Regions from separate parts of the Mus musculus genome. Here region 1 is linked to region 2. The links are chromatin contacts, called in public promoter capture Hi-C maps. All regions are on one chromosome and are shown on one strand. Each heading gives the region's core, a stretch centred on a gene start, on an enhancer-like site or on the middle of the called end of the contact. The rest is flanking DNA. Distances are from core to core; before and after follow the strand shown.

Region 1 (6,396 bases), core at 351-2,850, 700 kb after region 2:
TCCCCTGCTCAGCAGACCCTCCCAAACAAATCTTAATCAGCCTTTAAAGATACAACACAAATGTTTAACTAAACCACATTGACGAAGCACCTTTCCTCCAGCAGGCACTGCCAAGAGGGAGTGATACAGGTAGGGATACAGGTGAGCCACGTGAAGATGCCCAGGACTTCTTCCAGGAAGCCATCTTGGATGCTGCACCCTTGTGATGTTTTCCCTCCCTGATTCCGTAACACTAACTGTGGGATTTGTTGCGTGACACAGTTTTACATTATTTTCTACAGTTCCTACAGAAAGTAGTGGGTCTGATTTATTCCCACAGAACTGACCACGTGGGAGGGATTCCTAGTAAACTTGTGACAGCCAGATTTTGAAGAACTGAAACACTGTTTCTGATACCTGAATTTTAGCACCTGTGTTCTTTGAAAAAAAAAAAAAATCCCTGCTAAGCTTTATGCCTGGATGTCAAAGACAGTAAGACAGTGCGGGGCTGTGCCAGTCAGGGTGGCTGCTCTCTCTGGGGAGCAACTGTGGGTGTAGCTGCGGGAGCAGTTACCTAGTTTGGAAGCTATGAGGGGGAGGCGGGGGTGTGGTGGTGGTGAGTAAGCTGGCTTCAGTCCCCCGGGAACATCTTGCCTGGTTCCTCTGACTAATGAATAGCGTTTTACTAATTATCTATTAAAGATGAGGAGTAGCCAGACGCGATTGTTTCGGCAGCTAATCCAACCTGCACTCTAGTTACCAAAGTCTATGTTTATCTAACGGAAAGGCTCTTGCTAAATACAACAGAGGAAGCCAACACCACACAATGCTTTTGTTAAGATTCATTCATTCAAAAATGCTCAGACTGAACACAGACTCAAATGCAGTGTGCTCAAAAAGCACAAGAAACGGGGGGGGGGGGGGGAGAGAAGAAATCTTTTCAAAGTCTTGCAGCCACAGCTGGAATCCTGTCCCCTCTTGAGGAGTTATACCCTCCCTGCTAGCCCTCGGCGGGTTAGGGCTATACAGGGGGCCCACCTTACATCTACCCTGAGCCTGGTAAAGCAGAAAGTTAACAAACATGCCAGGTGCTAATTACATTTCCCGTCTGCATGGCAACAGCCTCCCCAACTAGGAAACAAAAAGTTGCTCCGGCCAGCCGGACTCAAAGCCCTGCCAGACATTAGCAAAGAGACCCTAAGGCAATTCCTGGACTACTGACCAGGACGCGCGCCACTCCCCCGCACCTGGAGCCACTCCCCTGCGCACCTGGCGAGCCCACGCGAGGACCAGGTGCTAGCCGGCCCGGGGAACCTCGCGACACTCGCTCCCGCTCTGAGACGCTCCCTCCCACGCCCCGCCCACGTGTCCCGTAGACACTGCGCGTCCAGTCCCCTCGCGGCCCGACCCCCAGCCACAGACCTGCGGCCTCAGCAGTCCTCAGGGGCGGCTCGGGTTGGCAAAGAAGCACCCCGAGCACCCAGGCCTTAGGGACGCGCCCACTTCACGGGCTACAGCGAGGTGAAGACTAGGAGGACCCAGCTGTTCCCGGCTCTGTGCGGCGCGCTGCAAGGATGGGCCTGGGGGGCGTCTACAGCCCGGGGAAGGGGCGCGCCGGGGAGGCCGGGCCGCTACCGCTGCATTCATTGGTCCCGGCAGCTGTTCGTCAACGCAAGGCCCCGCCCCCGCCTCCCGCGCTGCCCCGCCCCGTCTCGTGCGGCGCACACCGGAAGGAAGAGGTACACTTCCGCTCAGAGGGCTGTTTTGGGGGTGTTAGGCTCCGAGGCAGGTCTTAAGCTTGGCTTGTTCCTGTGTTCGGAGTCCCTGGTGCCCCGAAGAAAGGTTACCCAGTCTCGGGGGACCTTCCCAGCTCTACCTCCTGCCTCCAATGTCCGGCTATATGCACTTTCGACGTTGTTTAGTGATAAAATCCGCAGACACTTTTGGGTCTCCAAAGACATGCCTCTCAGTCCCCACACCCCCAACCCATCCACACCCATCCTCCCGCCGCCGCCGTAGTACTGCTCTGGCCTTTGTTGTTAATTCTCCTCCTTAACATGCACCTTCAGTATTGAGTCCTAGATGTTCCTCTTATCTTTAAACTGCTTGTCAGCATCTTTTCCCTCTCTTTGAGACAGGGTCTCACTTTCTAGCTCTGGCTGGCCTGAAATTGCGTGTGGACCAATTTGGCCTCACGTCTGCCTCTGCCTCCTGAGTGCTGTGACTAAAGGAAGGTGTGCGCCAGACTGAGTTTTGGTAGTGGATGGCCCACTGAGATCAGTACCTACGAAAAGGCAGCCTGTCATCTAATTCCAACAAAAATTGTTCCATACACCCTGCCTTTCTTAGCTACCTGTCCCTGATAGATCTTTTTCTCTTTTGGTTGTCGACTGTTAATACCAAGAACACACTGCTCAGAATGCTTTATTAGATAGCCCCTCACCCCACACCTACTTAAAGTGATTTGTGGAACATGTAACTGGTGTGAGGCGCATGTCCCTGAGGGGAACAGTATTCAGCTGCTGCTTCATGTCTGTAACACGAGGCAAGAACTGTCATAAGAACGTCGGGTCGTAGTGCTTCTCATAGAAAGTGGGTGCGCACTAAGAGTAAAGTCTGAGATTTAAGGTCTTAGATGGCGCTCCTGTAGTCCTGCTGAGGAAGGAGGCTGCCGCAGGAGGATGACAAGTCCAACTCTTGCCTGGGCCATATGCAGAGACATAGAGTACTGGCTTGTCACAAGCATGCAGCAAGACGATGAGTTGTAGTGAAGCACGATAGAAAGGCAAGGGAAATTATGGAGGAAGGAGAAGGAATTTCCCCCATTCCACTGCAGATCTAGATGAACCCTCGCCAGCTGCAGGCAAGGATCCCAGCACAGAATACTTGCTGTAAAGTTTGCTAACAGAAATGATGAGTTCCTCTCATGGATCTTATGTTAAACAGGGTCTGCTTTAAGGCCCGAGTGTACTTGACCTTTGGGCCTCATTCCTTTCCCCCCCAGATTGGAGTTTCAAGGGCGATGCTTACTAACCTTTATTTACACTAAAAATATCCTACCTTAGGGCTGCAGAGATGGCTCAACAGCTAAGGGCTGCTCCTCCAAAAGACCCAGGTTTGGTTCCAGAATCCATGTGGCAGCTCACAACCATCTGTAACTCCAGTTCCAGGGCATCTGATGCTCTCTTCTGGCCTCTGTGGGCATCAGACAGGCATATGGTGCACATATATACATTCGGGTAAAACACCGATACACATACAATAAAAGTCCTATAAAGAGCCTTCCTGCTCTCCTGTGATGTTGTCAGTGGCAGTGCTGACAGGTGTCCCTCGGGAATCACTCTGATGAATGAAGAAAGCAAGAGGAGGGGCTGGAGAGATGGCTCAGAGATTGAGTACTTGGTGCACCACAGTTAGGCTCCGACACCCATGTGAGTCAGTAGCTTCAGTTCCAGATGCTCCAACACCCTCTTCTGGCTCCCTGGGACCCCTCCGCCCCCCCCCCCCCACACACACACACAGACACAGACACACAAATAAAACTGGATCTTAAAGATGTAATTAGAATCATACTTAAAGTCACAGGACCCAGGTTCAGTTCCTAGCACCTACATGGTGGCTCACAACCATCTGTAACTCCCATTTCAGGAGATCTAATGCCATCTTCTGATCCCCAAGGGCGTCAAGCATGCACGGGGTATACAGACTTGCAGGCAAAACATTCATAAAAAAATATAAATAAGGGGGTGGTTGGAGAGATGTCTCAGCCGCGAAGAGCACTGGCTTCCCCTTCAGAGAACCTCCATTGGATTGCCAGTACCCACATTCTCAGTGAATCCTGTCCTCTGGGATCTGATGCCCTCTTCTGGCCTCAGTGGGCAATGCATCCATACAGTGCAGACGCAAAACATAGACATAAAAGACATTGTTAAACGTTTTTAAATAGAAGTAAGTCTTTTAAAAAGTATTAACTTGGGTGATAGCCATGGAGATGAAGAAAACGCAGCAGATCTGGGATATTTAGGTGCTCCGTGCAGCTGGAGTAGTGTGGGTGTCTGTACGGATTATGTAAGAAGAGGGAGGAAGCTCTGCGGGCTCCTAGGTTTCTGACTTGAGCAGTCAGGACCGTGGGACGCATCAAAAGAGAAAAATAAAAGCAGGCTTGAAGTGTTTAACAACTTATAGGGGAGTTGGGTTTTTTGTTTGTTTGTTTTGTTTTGTTAACATAGGCAGAGCTGGTTCTGCTCAGGAAAGCTGACCTAGAACTGCCTGATCAGCCACCGCAGGGCTGGCAGCTGGCTCTAGGCTAGTTGCTGCTCACAGGGCTCTCCCCACAGGCTGTTGGAGTAGCCTCAAGACATAACCTCTGAAACCTGGGGGTTTCCTAGGCGTCTGTGGTAGAGGGAGGGCAATGTAAAGGTGGGCTGATCACTTCATGGTGGAGACAGCAGGGGGCAGCCTTTCTCCCTTCTCACTTTCACAGGATTTGGGCTGGGGCTGGAAGCCCCAGTTCTGTATGACTGAATTGTGAGGCTAGGACACAGGGCAGTCCAGTGTCAGCCTTGGCTTCTGTTGGATTGCTCACTTAGGGGAGGATTTCAGGGTTATGTCTTGAGGCTACCCCAGCGGCCTGTGGAGCAGCCTCCAGTCAGCCACTTGCCAGTGAGCTACCCTGTTAGTAGATCGGGGAGCTCCTGGACAGCTTCGGCTGATAGCAGGATCCATCCTGGGCAGAACCACCTCTGCTTATCACTCTTATACATCGAAACTCTGAGACAGTAGATGGTTATTGTTGTGAGGGGACAGGTTTGGGAAGGGGGCTTTTATTATATATACAGTGATAGGTAATCAATGCAATACTGATCATCAATATGGACATGGCATGATGTATATTTCCTTTTATATATTCCCATTTAACTGGATATTAGGGTATATATTTATAGATATATAAGTAATTTTTATATAATATATAAAATTTAATGTATGATATATAATATAATATAATTATAGTATGTGATAATATATTATATATAGTTTATATATTATAATATACTACATTGTATTTATAATATATACTATGTATGTCATAATACAGACTATAAATAATATATAATATTGAAATATTTATATGAATGTTTTATCCACGTGTATGTCTGTGCACCTACTGATGCCCAGGAGACCAGGACAGGGTAAAGGACCCTCTGAAACTGGAGTTACAGATGGTTGTGAGTCACCATGTGGGTGCTAGGAATCAAACCCATGTCCTCTGCAGGAGCAGCAAGTGCCCTTAACCACTGAGCTCTTCTCCAGCCCCTGTCTTTTTGTTGCTTATTTTTGAGGCAGGTTCTCACTCTGTAGCCTGGGCTGGACTGAAATTGCCTATGTAGACCAGGTTAGCCTCCAAGAGCTAAGCTGCCTGCTTTTGACTTCTCATGCTTAGACTGATGGCATGTACAATAGTATGCCCAGTTTCTGGTTCTATGCAGTTTTAAGCAAATCTGTAGGAACATTCTTAGACATATACAATTCTTTAGGAAATGTGTCTAGAAATAGAGCTGAAAGAACTCATGTTCTCGTTTGTGATAAAAGTTGGCAAACGACATCGCAAAAGGATGAACAATTCCATTACTTTAATTTTTATTACCAGTTTGTATTACAGCTAGGATTTCTCTGTACCTTTGCCAACAGTGAACATATTTAATTAATCTTTGCCAATCTTAGAGGGAAGATAATATATCATTACCTTAGGTTTTTTTTTTTCAGGGGTGGGGGGATGGCCTGCTGGGGCTAGGACACAAGACTTTGCACATGCTGAGCAAATGCTTTACCATTCGTTATAGCCTCACTCCTTGGCTCTTTGTTTTTGCAGCAGGGCCGTGAACATGGTGTATAGCCCAGGCTAGCCTTAAACTCATCTTGTAGCCCAGGCTGACTGTGAAATCAAGATGATTCTCCCTCGTCCTTCTAAGCACTGGATTAGTGCACTGCACCACCATGCCTGCTGTATGTGTTCGTTAGGTAAAGGCAATGATAGCGGGGGTTTTTATTTGTCTCTACTCTGGTTGTTCTTTTTATACGCTTTGTCCTGCACAGGTATTTAATGTCTTGTGAAGCGACCCTCTGTTCGCTGTGAGTGTATACTTACTATTTGTCATGGCCACCACAGGCAGCTGCTTCTCATTACTGTGTGATCGGTTGGCTGTCTTCTGCTCTGTGCGATCTCCCAGGTTTATAGGATCAAGTCTGTCGTCCCCAGAGCTCACAGTGTTTCTGAGCTCTTTCATTGTGAGATCAGATTTCTTGAGTACTTTATTCTAGTATCTTGAACTGCAGATATTTTATATAGGTTTTTCAAGACAGGGTTTCTCCATGTAGCCCAGGCAAGCCTAGAACTTGCTCTTTAGACCAGGCTGGCCT
Region 2 (6,034 bases), core at 1,308-3,807:
CCAACCACTCACTATCTAGACTATCTAGAACAATAGTTCTTAACCTTCTTGATGCTGCCACACTTTAACACAGGTTCCTCATGCTGTGGTGACCCCCAGCCAGTTATTTTCATTGCTACTTGAGACTTTTGCTATGGTTATGAACCATAATATAAATATCTGTGTTTTCAGATGTCCTTAGATGACCCCTGTAAAGGGTCAGTCATTAGACCGACACCCCCCCCCCCAAGAGGTTGCTACCTGCAGGTCGAGCAGTCTACCATTCAAACCTAACTATGTCACATCATCCTACTAAAACTAAATGTCTGTGACTCCAGACTACAGGATCAAACCCAAGGTCCTAACCCTCTCTACAAGTTCTGCTCCCTTATGCTCAACTCAAGGCCACTACTTAATACATTCTAAATGGTCTCTGTTTTCTCTTTTCTTTGTGCTTTTCTTATCCAATCTGCTCCCTGAGTTTCTTTGGCAACTCCAGATCCCTGGAGACTGTTGGAGGCAGAGTCCACAAGAGAGAGGCGACTCCTTCAAGGAGTTCAGTGTAAGTTGTCCACTGGAGTTGTGAAGAAAACATACACTTACTTGGATGTTATCTTTTAAATACTCATATGCTTGTTTGAATGTTATCCTTTAAACCTATTTATAGTACTAGTTAGCACATTCAAAACAAATTGTTTATAAATATATATTTATTAGGAGTTCCTGTTCAGGTTTTTTCCCCCTCTTTAATGGCAGGGCAGGGCAACGGAATAGGGAAAGGACCAACAAACTTGCTAGTGTAAGAACCTATGTACCCACCCCTCTGAGGAAAACCTAAAATCGCTCCAGGACTCATTACTGTGACTGAGGCAACTTTTGACCAGGTCCTGTGTCTCCCACGATCTCTAGAGGGACTGTTCCCAGGGACTTTCCCAGGGTGTATTTAATTCACTAGGGATGAAAGCACCTCTCCAAGATCACAGTGCTGGGACGACAATCATGACAGGTTGTGAGAATTTAAAGGATATTGGGGAGAGGGGAGGGAGGAGGTCTGTTCCCACCTATTTGTTTCTGATAGGTCATAAAAATAACTGAGTCAGTCAAGCATGTCCATCAGACTCAGGAAACAGGCTCAAGCTTTTTTTCAGCTCAGTAGCATCCTGTCATTATTTACAGTTTTTCAGGAACAGGGAAATGACCACAGGGATAGCTAGCTTATCATTACTACTACTCAAGTGGCCATAGATGAACAGACCTTAGAGCGCTTTGAAGGCTAGAAATGTGGCTCAGAGGTAGAGGGGCTTGCCTACCATACTCTGAATTCTTCTATGTACAATTTCTCAATAGAGAAAGACCTTATGGTGCTTTGTTTCAAATTCCCTCTGTGAGACAGGTCTGCACTCAATGATAATATATTCAAATAAGGATTCAAGTGGGTGGAAACTCAAGAGACACAACACCCAGCTGTTGTGCAACCCACAAAGGTTAAAACCTTTCTAAATTTGATACATCTTATGATGCAGTTTACAAAGAAACAAACAAAAAAGCAAGAAGGAGCAGAGCAAAACAAAGCATGCCAACCTTCTTAAGACCAGAAATACACAAGCCCACTTGGAAAGAGAAACAATTCTCACACCCGCATGCCCAACTTCCCCACCTGGATACCTCCGCTGGCTCTTTTCCCGAGCTCCCTCCAGGCGAGCTAAGGAAAGGCTTCATGGCTTGACCTTCTGCGTCTGGTGCGCGATCATCTAGGATGTCCTCCCCCTCCCAGTGAACTGCAGGACACACGACCGCGTCCAAAAAAACAAACGAAATCTCCCTCTTGCAACGTTACGTGTGTAAAAACTCGAGTGCCTTCCCTAGATGACCACTAGGTTATTAACTCCAAATAGGACCCGGGCCATCCCCCCCAGACCGAGCCGTTTGGGAAGCCGACAGGAAGAGAGTCCTAGGTGGCTCCAAAGTAAGATTCGGTCCACCTTCTATTCTAGGAACACCCTCCATCCCTAGGGGCCAATGCGCGCCAGGCTTGTCACGCTGCACGTCGCCGAGGGGCAGGTTCTGGAGGGACCACCTGGTACTCCATCCCTTCCCCGACTGTGGTGAGGGGGCGCCCGGGGGAGCGCGGGGGTCGGCGCCAAGCGCGGCGGCGCTGGGCCGTGGCCAGGGATGAGCTCAGCCCCGCCGGGTGTTGCCCGCAGGTTGCATCAGACGCCGCTCCGGGCCCCCGCCCGCGCCGCCAAGCCGCCAGGAGCCTTCCGGGCCAACCTGCCGAATCGGGCAGGGCCGGGTCTCCTCCGGCCGGGTCGGCGCCTACGCGAGCGGCGGGCTCGGCCGCGGCCTCCTCCCCCAACCCCTCCGAGCTACAACCCGCGGCCTCCTTACCTGCGCCTCCGGCCGGCCCGCCCGCCCCCAGACGGCCTCCACTCCGAGCGGCCCCGCGCGGCGCGGCCCGACCCGACCCGACCCAGGCCTCGCAGCCCGCGAGTCGGCGAGGAGGAGCGACGGTTACGAAACCGGCAACCTCCGCCCGTTCCGCCACCGCGGCCACCGGTTTTCCCCGCCTCTTCGGGTCCGCGCGCTGCCGCCGCCGCCGTGACCAATAGAAGCGCTGCTTGGAGAACGACGCGCTCGCCTCTAGAGATGGGCAGCTCCACCAGCCAATCACAGGCCGTGTGCCGGCGAGAGGCGGGCGCGCGGCGGAACGGGCGTGGTGGGCGTGGCAGCACCGGCGCTGGCTGGAGGCGCGCTCGGTGGTTTCCCCCTTAGGCTGTCGGTGGTGGCAGGCGGTGGCCCTGAGCCTTGGGAGTGACCCATGGCAAGCAAAGTTCTATCAGAGTTACGAGGGCCTCACCTGCCTTAGGGAAAAGACATTTCCTCAGGTGGATTTTTGAGTTAGGGTGGGTTTTTTGTTTGTTTAGGCCTCACGGCCCTGAGGCATCTGCACATTTATTTTGATAAAAGCACGTTAAGGAAAAACTGTCCAGTGCTAGGGTTAGCACTTGTCAGACGCTTGACAACAGCAGACTGTGGCTGCCGAACAAATCACGATTTCCAAAGTGTGCTCACCTCCGGAGAGCAGATGATGGATATGAGGTGCTCTCTTAAAAGTGACAAGTGGTCCAGCCTGGGTCTCCCGGGAACAGTTCACAAGAGAATCAAAAAGCGGGTTTTTTTGTTGTTTTGTTTTGTTTTGTGTTGCTTTTTGTTTTTGTGTTTTGAAAAACAGGAAGCAGCGCTGGGTGGAAGGCAGAGCCTGCCCGAAAGGTTTGATTGCTTCCTCTTTAGCAATGCTTATCATTCAAAACTCTCTGGCTTTCAGAAGGGAAATGTTTCTTCATCGCCAAGGCCAGGAGAGCAGCTCTCCACATAAGACTTCGAGGAATCCCTGAGAGATGAAAATACCTGAAAAAAAAAAAGTCAACCACAGAGAATGACCCCTGATAACCCCATGCACACTTGGGGAGCTAATGTCTCAAAACCAGTCAGTATGTTTCTTTAGGTTTGGATCGCTGTGTTAAGAGCCATTTTTTTCCCAAGACTTAGCACTATGAAAGGTGAACCGTGCTTTGTTTCTCACAAAGACCACGATTTTACCCCTAATGTTTTCTAGTCATATAAAAACTATCGAAAATAAAAACATCCTTGCATGTCATATGTATATTGAGTTAGCCTCTTTTTTGCCAGCCGCTCTGCCAGCTGCATTCTGTGTTGTGTCTAGGCAAGCCTTCCACAGCCAGCAGTCAATGCCCAGGAGTCTTGAGATTTCCTCTTTAGCTGATATCCTGTAATTCTTTTCCTGATTACAAGAACGGTATGTGCTAAAGTGTGGACTAAGAGTCAGCAATGGAAGAAGACAAACACACTGTCCCTGCCCACAGGGAGCTTACTCTGAGAACTACAGAGACATGATTCAAGCCCCATTTTCATAGACACTTAAGGAAAGAAGTCCAAGATGCTAGGAGATATTGTAAGAAGGGGACCAGACCTGATCTAATGTGTCAGAGAAGGCTTAAAAGATGAGGCGGGTTTGGCTTTGCTTAGAGGCCCTGTGATGGCCGGAACATAAGGCTGAGGCAAGGTAAAGTAGGGCTGACCAAGAGAGACCAACAGTGATTTTGATGGAGGGTAGGGCATTGAACCCAGGGTGTGCACACATACAGGGTAACACTCCTCTACCACTAAGCCAAAACTCAGCCCAGGAGAACCTTTTCTCACTGTCAGCAATAGGAAACACTCAACATAAGGACATAAGAACCCTGGGAACACTCTGCCTCCAGGTTGAAGAAATCTAGTTTGTTTGTTTTTTGTTAAGTCACAAAGACTTATGCCATCTCAGTAAAGGGAAATGTCCTGTGTATATCTGTGCCCTGCTAATGTCCAAATATATTCTAGAAACCCAAAGAAGTTGTAAACCAGCAGTATATTAAAATCTCCTTCAAAGGACTTGAGAAGTAGGAGATCCTGTTAGCTGAATAATCTAGCCACTTAACTACTGTGACTAACCACATGTATTGCCAAAGTGCTATGGTCCAGGGTCAGAATGTTCCCAGCTTCCAATCCTTACAGCAGTGGTTCTCAACCTTGCTGTGACCCTTTAACAGTTCCTCCTGGTGTGGCAACCCCTGACAATAAAACTACTTTGTTACTACTTCATACCTGTAATTTTGCTACTGTTATAAATCATAGTGTTAATATCTGTGTTTTCCAGTGGTCTTAGGTCACTCGGGTGAAAGGGTCCTTCAACCCCCCAAAAGGGGTGGGGAACCCCAGATTGAGAACCACTGTCCTCCACAGACGTGTGACCTTATGCAAATCCCTTAACCTCTGTGTCATCTGGAGTGGGGAGGACCACAGTGTGACTGAGGACTGAAAGAATACGTTGGGCCCCTGCCTTATTCATGGTGAGAGCTATTCATATGAAGTATTGGATAGCATTAGCATGATGCAGATCTGTGAATGGACATTCGTATTAGTAGAAGCAGAGAGGACTGTAACAGTTCAAAGTTAAGCCAGACACGTTTACATTGCTCTAATGACTCAATCACTCAAAGACATATAATATTGGAGATGTTGATACTAATGTGCCCCATCAGATTTTTTTTTTTTTTTTTTTTTTTGGTTTTTTTCTCTGTATAGCCCTGGCTGTCCTGGAGCTCACTTTGTAGACCAGGTTGGCCTCGAACTCAGAATTCCACCTGCCTCTGCCTCCCGAGTGCTGGGATTAAAAGCGTGCGCCACCACGCCCGGCTTCCCATCAGATTTTTTTATCAGTAAGTTTAATTATCATATCTTCATTAATTTCCATAAAATAAGAATGGGCGAACTTTATAATATTTTTCTTTTAGATATATTTTTCAGTTAGATATATGTTTATGTCTGTGTGTCTTTGTGTATGTCTGAGTGCAATGACTGGAGAGTTCAGAAGAGAGCGTTAGATTCACCTGGAGCTGAAGTTACAAGTAACTGTGATCCACACAACCTGGATGTCAGGAGCCGAACTCCCAGACCTCTACAAACGCAGTAAGCACTCTTAAGCACTGAGCCCTCTCACCAGCCACTGTTTGCTTGTTTTTACATTGTACTTTTATCTATCAATTTATTTATCGTGTATATGAGTGTTTTGCCTGCATATAGGTGTACCATGTGTGTGCAGTGCCTACAGAGGCCAGAAGAGGGCGTCAGATCTCTTGGAACTGGAATAACAGTTGTGATCTGCTGTGTGGGTGCTAAGAACTGAAAACTGGTCGTCTGACAGAGCAGTGAGTTCTCTCAGGCACTGAAACATCTCTCCAGCCCATTTTTTTGTTTTTTGTAGATATGGCCTCACATTATAGCTCAGGCTGATCTAGAACTATCCAAGCTGGCCTTGAACTCATGAGAATCATCTTTCATTCCTGAGCACTGGCTTTATAAGCATGCACCCCCACACCCTGCTTAAAACCTCTTATCTGAAATCCAGATGATGGACAGCTTCAGCAATGGAGTGGAGTCAACCAGAGCCTAGGGTGCTACAGAGGGCAGAGCTGGATATATGACCCAAGCCCTTTGG

The links. Promoter capture Hi-C pulls out the DNA fragments that hold promoters and counts their contacts.
Region 1: a promoter capture Hi-C map of pre-B cells shows a contact between it and region 2. The contact joins the promoter of Dpy19l3 here to the promoter of Cebpg in region 2. A contact is called at or near these places in 2 of 39 promoter capture datasets (liver and pre-B cells) and 1 of 9 other capture datasets (adipose tissue).

What each region holds. Positions count from the first base shown.
Region 1 is chr7:35,752,854-35,759,249 of GRCm38.p6, forward strand. Dpy19l3 (dpy-19-like 3 (C. elegans)) reads right to left here and starts at 1,601. Exons shown (of 19, transcript NM_178704.3): 1 at 1,402-1,601.
Region 2 is chr7:35,054,009-35,060,042 of GRCm38.p6, forward strand. It overlaps Cebpg (CCAAT/enhancer binding protein (C/EBP), gamma), which reads right to left and starts at 2,558. Exons shown (of 2, transcript NM_009884.3): 1 at 2,368-2,558. Gm45095 (serine/arginine repetitive matrix protein 1-like) reads left to right here and starts at 1,475. Exons shown (of 2, transcript XM_030243153.1): 1 at 1,475-2,084; 2 at 2,184-3,637. The coding sequence starts at 1,999. The coding sequence ends at 2,751.